Regions from separate parts of the Capsicum annuum genome. Here region 1 is linked to region 2. Evidence: chromatin contacts called from public Hi-C data. All regions are on one chromosome and are shown on one strand. The core of a region is the stretch at or near the end of the contact, and the rest is flanking DNA. Distances in the headings are between cores, read along the strand shown. Region 1 holds the start of LOC107847094. Region 2 overlaps LOC107855741 (AP-1 complex subunit mu-2).

What was found. Hi-C and Micro-C count contacts between places; a contact is called where the count stands out from the background.
Region 1: a Hi-C map of leaf shows a contact between it and region 2, with 2.5 times the contacts expected there. The contact joins the promoter of LOC107847094 here to the enhancer-like site in region 2. A contact is called at or near these places in 2 of 5 Hi-C or Micro-C datasets (leaf and placenta).

The regions. Positions count from the first base shown.
Region 1 is chr11:110,878,820-110,883,636 of UCD10Xv1.1, reverse strand. LOC107847094 reads right to left here and starts at 2,313. Exons shown (of 2, transcript XM_016691336.2): 1 at 1,803-2,313; 2 at 797-1,281. The coding sequence starts at 2,026. The coding sequence ends at 978.
Region 2 is chr11:110,566,083-110,571,142 of UCD10Xv1.1, reverse strand. It overlaps LOC107855741 (AP-1 complex subunit mu-2), which reads right to left. Exons shown (of 11, transcript XM_016700750.2): 11 at 3,581-4,026. The coding sequence ends at 3,928. Among protein-coding and RNA genes, the nearest start is that of LOC107855741, 14 kb to the right of the region's middle. Within about 2 kb of position 3,157, at least 4 of the 5 cell types and tissues checked have an H3K27ac peak or open chromatin away from gene starts, as enhancers often do. A contact at or near this core is called in leaf, where this site is marked.

The DNA of each region.
Region 1 (4,817 bases), core at 1,064-3,563, 310 kb before region 2:
GAAATGAAAAAAAAAAGGAAAAAAACTTAACGAAATAAGGCAAAAATAAAAAGATAAAAATAAGAAGAAAAAACCAAAAAGAAAAAAAGGGAAAAATACGAAAAAGACAAAAATGAGAAAAAATACAAAAAAAAAATGAAAATAAAATAAATTTAAAAAGAAAAAGATACAAATGAAAAAACATAGAAAAAGAAAAAAAACGAAGAAAGAGAAATAGAAGTAAGAGATAGAAGAAAGAAAAAAAACTAAAAGAAAGAATCGAAAAAAGAAAAAGAGAAAACAAAAATAGAAAAAAAATCTAAAAGTAAAAAAAATGAAAAAGAAAGATGATGAATGCAAACTAATGAGCGATTATGATATATCCGTCATCATCGTGACTTGTATAGGAGTAATTGTATTTTCGAAAATATAAAATATAAAATACAACAAAAAAAAGAAAAAATGAAAAAAACAAAACAAAAAGAGGAAAATAAAAAGGAATAAAAAGAAAAAAGAAAAGAAAAGTAGAGGTTAGAGATAGAAGAGAGGAAAAAAAGAAACAAAAAAAATAAAACGAAAAAAGAAAGGCTATACATTGTAATTTTAAAATTTGGGCTAGAAATACTTCCATTTTGTTGAACCCTAGGCTATTTTTATAAGTCCCTCTTTTAAATATGCTTGAAGTATTATTTATAATACTTTTTCTGTAATTTTTAAAAGTGTAAATTTTATTTTAAAAAGAGTTGAAGATTTTATGTTTGAATTCACACGGAACATTATTTATTTTGGTCCACTACTGCAAATCAAGCCAAGCAAATTGAAAGTGTGTAATACTCATATTTTCTTGACAAATAAGAGACAATTTAGCATGTATGAAGATCCAGCAAAAAAAAAAAAGAAGACCAAGCAGTTTCAATGATCTTGTAACTGCATTACATTCGTTTAAATTTGAACTCCTTTGTAATTATCGCCAAGCAGTACATTAACCGAGAAGAAGTTCACTGTGGACATTGCGCAACGGACAAGGCAACGGACATAAACTTAAGGTAACGGCCAACAACTTTATTGAGGGGCGAAAACTTGATCCCAAATTGTTCCAATGCATCAGCACAATCAGTGTGCAAAGATGCTAAATTAGTGAGCATTGTTCCTGGATCATTCTTAGTGAGTGCCTTCATGGCTTCTTTAAGATCACTTACTGCACTATCCATAGCCTCTTTACATGTATTTTGAATTGATATTTTTGATTGTGGTTCAATCCCTGTGATTTGTGGAAGAATGTTGGTGGTCACATTTTGAATCCTGCATGTAAAGGTGGTAAAATAATTAACTCATAAAATCATAACACGTACAATGCGCTTAAGGTTTGGGTGTTTTAATGACCCACCCATTTTTTAATTTAAAATTGCAATGATATATGTAGTCCAAATTGAATTTTTAGAAACTGTCTAAATATTTTAAAGAAAATTTTTTACTATATGTGACCATGAGATTACAAGTTCAAGCTTTCAAAATAGCTCTTTATAGAAATATAAAGTCAGATTGCATATAATAGATTCTTGTGGTTTTATTCTTCCCCACACCAGTGCATAATAAAAACTTTATTGCACTGAACTAACCTTTTTAACAAATCCCTCAAAAAAGATTCCACTAAGTGATTAAATAAATTTTAAGAAAACAAACAAAGAATTAAACCAAGAATTTAAACTTAGTAAAGTCGAACACCCAATCGCTCAAATTTTAGCCTATTTTAACCCATATGATTTCTGGATAGGTCAGCGCAACCCCCTCCTCCCTCCCAACCAATTGATACCCCTGCCTACCTGTATGAAATTTGTGTACATGCGTTTATGCTCTTAACCATTGCTTCGTTCCAATTTGCTGCCCCATTGACAACCCTGTTGCACAAATTTGGTATAGTGCAAGTCTTGCAATATGGGCTCACCGGAACTTCGCTATGAGCCTCGCTCCTCTTTGTGAGGACAAGAATGATAGCCATGGTTAATAATGAACAGCAATTCAATTTTCGTGAAGTCATGGTTTTCATATTTTTCTCAGAGAAATTGTTTTGTTTTTTTCCTTTCTCTGGACCTGCTGGAATTGGGATGTAAAAGTTTGAAAAAAAAAAAATTAAATTGAGATGTAAACACAAGAAAGTTTTTTTCAATGTTTATATATGTGAGTAATAATCGCATTGTAAGAGCCAATAAAATCTAGAGGTTCTACATGTTCGTAGAACTGACGGTTCTCTTATGCAGTTAAGATTTTCATTACTAAAAAAAATAGATGTAAGATTTTTATTTTTATTTTTTAATTTTTAAAAGAGAAGCTACAAAAGAAGAAAAGGACCAATTATCTATTTTAAGCAATACCCTTCATGAGGGAAAAGAGGTTTACCCTCCATTTCTTATGTTAGCTTGGTGCTAGAACTGTTGCCCTGTCGATCTGTTAGTTAGAGGGTTAACTTCACCCAATCCACCATAATAATAAAGTCAGACAAATAGTATAAATACCATAAATCTAACCATTTTGAAAGTAATTACATTCTTTGAAAGTAATTACATCCTTTTCTATTTTTTAAATTACTTTACTCTCTCTCTCCTTTTATTAATATACATAACATAGTCTACATATATATAACATTCTGTGTATATATTGAGATTTTTATAATATGTTTAGGGAGTTTGAATTTTTTGTAATATTAGAAACATAAGTTGTGTATTTGTGTAATTTTTTATATAAATAACATAAATACCAATCCTTTTGAAAGTAATTACATCCTTTCTCATTTTTTAAATTATTTTTCTCTCTCCCCTTATTAATATACATAATATAGTCGACATATACATAACATTGTGTGTATATGTTGAAATTTTTGTAATATGTTTAGGGAGTTGAGATTTTCTGTAATATTGGAAACATAAGTTGTGTAATTTTTAGATAGTTTGTATAAATAATATATTACAATAGAACTACCAAATTTTGTTTAATGTATAATGTCGCTAGACTTTAATATAAAACATGTGACTCTATTGTGGTGAAGTTTCCCGACTTTAATATTTACAGTAATACTAGTTCTGAAATACATGTGTTGCACGCGTTACCAAGCTAATTAGCATAAATACTTTTGGAATATTATGCTAAGTGTGCGATGAATTGATCGAAAATTGAAGATACAAGCTCAGATCCGATGAATGTCGACTCCACTCAACTCAAGCGATATACAAAACTTTTTTTTTTTTTAAAATTCAAATATATTAAGTTTCTGTCCCATTCCTTTCAAAAATGTGTATTACATTTATTATGTCAGATCCAAACTACCGGATCGTGAGAACACCTATTTTAATCCACCTAAATAGGAGAATCCCTTGCCACCCTTTATTAAAATAAGTGAAAGTCCAACAAGTAACAAAATACCAATTTATTATTACAACAGATTTTACGAATATACATACGTGCATAAAGATACAAACTACCCAAGGACCTAGTCTAAACAAGTATAAGAGATTCTAAATGAAAAATGATAAAAATTGGACACATCCTCCATCATGAATGAGAGGATTATAAGTTGCTGATGAGAGGATCACTATCTGCGTCAATCATGAAACCAACACTGATTCCCAGAAAAGACTACACCCCAAAAAAGGTATAGCAAGAGTAGCATCAGTATAACCACACATACTAATAAGACTCATCGGTCGAACCAAATTGAATAATCCAAACATAACATAAATATTCAAAAGAAATTATGTATCTTAACATTGACATCACCTAATTCATCATCGCCCTATTCCCATTCCCCGTGTTGTTCACCATTAAACTACTATATCTTTTCGGGTCCCCAGCTCATCTGCTTTCCTTATTTGACAATTGACAATTATCTAACCTTACTTTTCCCACCTCAAGAACTAACCAGTTTCCCTGCTAAGCCCTTTAGTTAAGAACCCTGAGGTACCACTCTTACCCTTACGACTTCACTCTTTTAGATCCATAATAAGTTAACCATACTCTGTGATCATGAACTTGCACCAAGGCTCATATAAGACCCCACCTAAACACCTCTAAAGATAACCCACTCGGGCATGCTAAGACCAACCACAAGACATTAATTCATTAACCCAGACTATAACTGATGACTTAGACTACCTTAGTACAACAAGTGATACTCAGATAACACATAGAACCTTAACAATAGCCAAAAAAGTCAACAAGAATTATCAGTCAAGTCAAATCAAGTCAACCACCAAAATATAACAACATATGTAATACCTAGGCCACTTATGAAATTGTTAAACTCACTTGTACCTTGTACATACACGCTAAGGGTTTTATGGCCACCTACTGGTCATGACATGTAGGGGACAGTTCCGTCTATGTACTCAATCCCAGACATAAATATCTGCCAACTTTATTCCACCAAAATCTTGTGGGAATACCCAAATACTAGAACATTGAATAATCAATAATGGAATATAAGAAAATTACATCACACGAAGATAGTAACCAACACTTGTAACATTCATAGGCTTTACATATAAATTTAATGAAATGTGACCCTACCTAATAGCGCGCATCAACACATAATACTACAGAATAATTAAAATGCTCATATAACAATATGGTATTACTATGTAACCATCATGTACACTATCGTCTAGAGCCTTGAACATATCACCTAACTACCCTTCTTGCTAAAATGATGCTACTCACTTCATTTCTAAACCCTAGGTTCTTTGGAACTCACTAACACCCACACATTAACATTATATTCTCTAAAGATTTAGACTAATGACCTGTGATTCACCCTCTTAACTACATCAATAAGATCATACCAAGGC
Region 2 (5,060 bases), core at 1,908-4,407:
CTCTTTTACAACGCAGCAGTAATCTAACAACAGCAATACCAACAATGTTGACAAAACAATGACAATAATATCAACACCAACTCTCAAACCACCGGGTAATGGAAAAATTTGGTGGCCTCCACCTCTCCTCCCTCCTCTACTCTATTTCTATCTCCATCAACATTACCCATCTCTCCCATCACTTCTTTTTTTAAGCAAACATAAAGTCAAAAATTTGATGGGTCCAAGCCTCTCAACCTCCAATCCGTAATTTTCCCGTAAAATCATCTGGAAAGGTGACCCCTTTTCTCATCATTGTTAACCCCCTAATTTTTCTCCTGCAATTGGTGTTCTCCAAGCCTCTCAATGCATGGTCTTAGCATGCATTTTGAAGCACCCGATTATGAAGCATGAAATGGGAGACTCTAACCTCCCACTCATGTAGTTTAGAAACTTTGACATGATCGGGTGCTTCAAAATACATGTTAACACTTGTTCCCTTTTTCGGCACTATATATATAAATATACATGTGATTGCATAAGATGTTGTAACTTGGTTGAATGACGACACTATTTTATTCTTAATCCATGAGTTGCATTATAGTGTTCCAACTGCTAACCGTCTCTGGATGATGTATCTCCACACGATACAGGGGCCTGAGCTTATTCTTTTTTTCCTGCATAGTGATCAGGTGTTCGAGCGGTTCGTGTGTTGACATTGAAGTGGTGAACTTCCATACTACGGGAGGCATAAATTTCATGGTCCTTCTCCCTTATGTCATAGACTTGTTTTAAACTTGATTTTGGCTATTGTCGGGGGCATGTCCCGACATATTATTGACTTTGAATTTGTAGAGGCTTTGTGGATGACTATGGAATTGGGTACGTTGGTTAAGTATGTTGACATTAATGGATTGATTAGACACTTCTTAGGTTATGATTATTAGTCTTGGTTCCACTATCTTGTTATATGTTCGGGGTTCATATGACCCTTGTGGGTTGATGTGATGGCTAGGTTAGGTTAACAGGTGATCTCCGGTCCTTGTTGGGCTCGAGATGCCCATTACAACAAGTTCCCGGTTCCGGTCTGGTCAGTTTGACCCCTGTTAAAATGAGGTGTAACACATGTATATTTATTCTATATTTTCTTTGTACTCTGATTCTATTAGAAGCTCTATTACTAATTTCACCAGATTTTGGGAGTTGTATTCTATATTAGTCTATTATTTAGATTCATTTCTGCTATTTCCTTTTAATTCTCTTGATATTTCGTTACTAGCTATTTTGAATTATAAATTGACTTATCTATTAGTGGGTTATAGTAAGTGACATAATGACCTGAAAAATTGGGTTGTGTCATTAATACCATATAAATTTTAATAAAGAAAAGTAGTGAAAAGTTAATTTTATTCATTCAACAGCTAAACTTTAAATACAACACAATAATAATCTACAGCAAAATTAAGGAAACTAACTGTTTTGTATACTCCTACACGATAAGAGGAATCTTCTACATATTCTCAAAAAGACTTAACTATAGCAGTAACTAATGCTATTGATTATAAATTGAGATAATGATGCTTAATAATCGTATGGAAAGATATAATACAGTATTGAAAATTTCAATTCGATAATTTCAGTTTTTGATTTATAAAATTACAATGTTATTATTTTATCAAGTTAATTTAATATCACCCGATATTTTTAAGTTTGATTTCATACGTTGTACTATATGTTCATATTAGCACTTTACAGATGTAGAAATAGTTTTTGACTTATATATGTTCATATAATGGAGAATTATGATTTTAATATTTCAAAAATATCTTAATTATATCATATTAGCATTTTACAAATGTATAAACAGTTTTTTAAAAAAAAGTACAAGCAACCCCCTCTATTAATTAATTACACAAAAAAAAAATATTTCAACCAAGATAAATTAGTCAAAATTTCAGTAACCAAATTTATTTATACTAATACTAGTTTTTATATTTATTAGTATTATAATAATATATGTGACTTATATATGTAATTATATACTTCGGTATCATATTCAATATTTCGATGTTTTTATTACAAATATTAGATAACGTATTAAATACTAAAAATTTAAATTATGTACCAAATATCATAATACCGATTCGTGGTGTCAGAAATTTCAATTTTCATGTGAAGTTCAATATCTATCATGCCATGTCCACATCTCATAGTCAAGAATCCCATCATTGTATTGGGGTGGATCCAATTCATTGGCAGATGAAAAATCTCTCGTTTTATCACTCATAAAAAAAAAACTAGAAAAAAGGAAGAGTAGAAATCACTCTTTGGAGAATTTTACTGACCTCACATATAACATGGAGAATCTGGTTATAGGGATCATTTTTGCACATCTCATTACTTTATAGCAGTTATTGTTCTGATTCCAGAAGGCATAGCTCTCGTCTCAGCTTTTTCTTTGAAATTAAGGACTGTTCCAGTTTCCTACTCAGATAGTCAAATGGAGGGAGAATTAAACATATCTTGCAGATTTTTCTTTTGATTAATTCCCAAACTTTTTTCGAGCTTCTTCCAAAACATAGAGCTTTATGGATGTAGATGATGATATCTATAAAGATGGATCTCCTCTGGGTAAAGAGAGCTTCTATTTTGAGTTCGACAAAGTGAAAGAATCAATTTGATCATTCAAGTCGGATAGCATTTATCTCAACTAGGATCTGACCTACATAAATTTCTTTCTTCTCTTATGATATTGAACAAAAAGTCAATCATAATCAAAGGAAGAAATACAATAGAATAATCTACCATGCGCATTTTGATGACACTCATGAAGCTATAAAAATTGTGTCACTAAAAGTAAAATAAAATATTTAAATATCGAGCAAACAAATTTTAAATAGTACTCCCTCATTTCATATTACTTGATCTTTATTAACCTGATACGCACCTTAATTTTTTTTATATTTTATTAAACTAACTTTATTAATAATGTTTTGAAACTCTAACTTTAACTAGTATTACTTTATATAATTATTTAATACTAAAAAATATTAACCATCTTAATTTGGTAAATGACTAAGTGAAATGAAACAATTAATTTTTATATCAAACGAAGAGTAGTGCAACTGTTGAGGAAAACGCCGTAAGGATGAACGTTAATATTGCATGAGAATGTGTGTCAGCGTGGTAATGTTGACTTTTTCTCATTTAAGAAAAAAGTTGCCTAAACTTGACTGAAGGCATTGGTCGTGTTTCTTTTGTCATCGTCGGAGTAAAAGAATCAATAGGTGCTATTCCAATAAAAGAATCAATAGGTGCTATTCCAATCCCTTTTTATTTTGATCACACATTATGCTTCCATTTTGGTACGGTATTAGTTTTCCTTTTAAATTTCTGGTACTAGGTTGAGTTAGTTTGCCTTGCACTTTATTTGTCCCAGAGGCTTGATCATAGTGATCTCTATATCCATGATTATAATTGATCCAACAACAACAACATCGATTCATAACAAGATCCAAACTGTTACAAATATAGCTCAACGACTTCCTATAAGCAAAGGTGAAATGTTATCAACTTATCACCTTTCGAAGACCTTGAAATATAAAAAAGAAACTCCCACCATCAAATATATAACAACAAAATGCCAATGTTGTTAACATCAATCATTTGTTACGAGACCAAGACATACAAAGCAGTAGATAGTTGGGAATCTGCCTTGACGAAATATTTGATATGAGACTAATCGTTAAAAGCTATGATACAAGCAAATGAACACCATCACATGTAAGAGTCAAATACAATAAACAACAAAACTGGCCCCCAAAAATATGTTGCTATCCAGAGTGAACGAGCAGTTGCCTTTTGCGAAACGGGCTGAGAGTTTTAGAACTTGTTACTTGAGGCCTGCTAACAAACTCAATTGGCTGGAAACACCATCTGCGCTTGACCTTATACTAGTCTTAACTCATATTCACCAGCCATAGTAATATATCTCACCCATGGAAGAGCCTGATAGCCACTTTTCTCAATAATCTTCAAGTAGCGAACCTAGCATGCACCAAACAATACATATTGTTACAATGTTAAGCACACGCTATATCAGCTTACAGAACAGGAAAAAACAAAAATATACTTCAGTTTCCATATAAAAGACTCTCCCAACACTGAACAAATTGTGGTTGACAGTTTGATCAACAAACAGCATAGCCAGATTAGATCTGAAGAAAAGTTTGCCCACTAGAGATAGTTACTTCCTGTTCTATAGAAAGGCAGGTGGTGAACTCTCAGTGCCTAATTAGAATCCACATATTAGTCAGTATTGTTGGAGTCTTATAAACTCATCTCCACTTTTACAACAACAACATACCCAGTATATTCCCACATAGTGGGATCTGGGGAGGGTAGAGTGTACGCAGTCCATATCACTACCTCTAAAGAGGTAGAGAGGCTGTTTCCGATAGACCCCCAGCTCAAGGTAGAGAGGCTGTTTCCGATAAACTCATCTCCACTTTTAAATAATTTAAAGTTATTCAGCTGGTTAATTGCAGCACTACAGTGGATATTTGTACCATGAAAACAGACATGTTCATCCATGGGTAATTAGACTTCAATATACGCAGTTGTTGCACATGAAGAGATAACAATCAGCTATACATCGCCTCCACTAGTTCGTATTGCACACTGTCAAGCAATAATAACAGTAGCGACTAGCAAGGAAAATAACTTTAAAAAATGGAGTTTAACTAAAAGGACATTGTGTTCTGTTCTGCCAGTTCTAAGTTTCTTCCAATGTGAGTCTACAGCTGAACTGAACCAGTAACATCACCTCATTATCCCCAATATGCCTTTACATGTACAATAACCCTTAATTCCCAATACCATTTGAAGTGTTGAGCCTTAGTGTAATTGCCAGTTCGAATTCCTAATGCCATCCGACTCCCCTACTACCTTCCCAGCCTGAGAACCAATCAACTACATAGTGTTAACAGCTCATCCGAAACTCATAGTGGTTTTTTAATATGATAGACCAAGCAAGGATATCAACATGGGCCTAGAGAAGTAGAGATTACAGAAATCAAGGG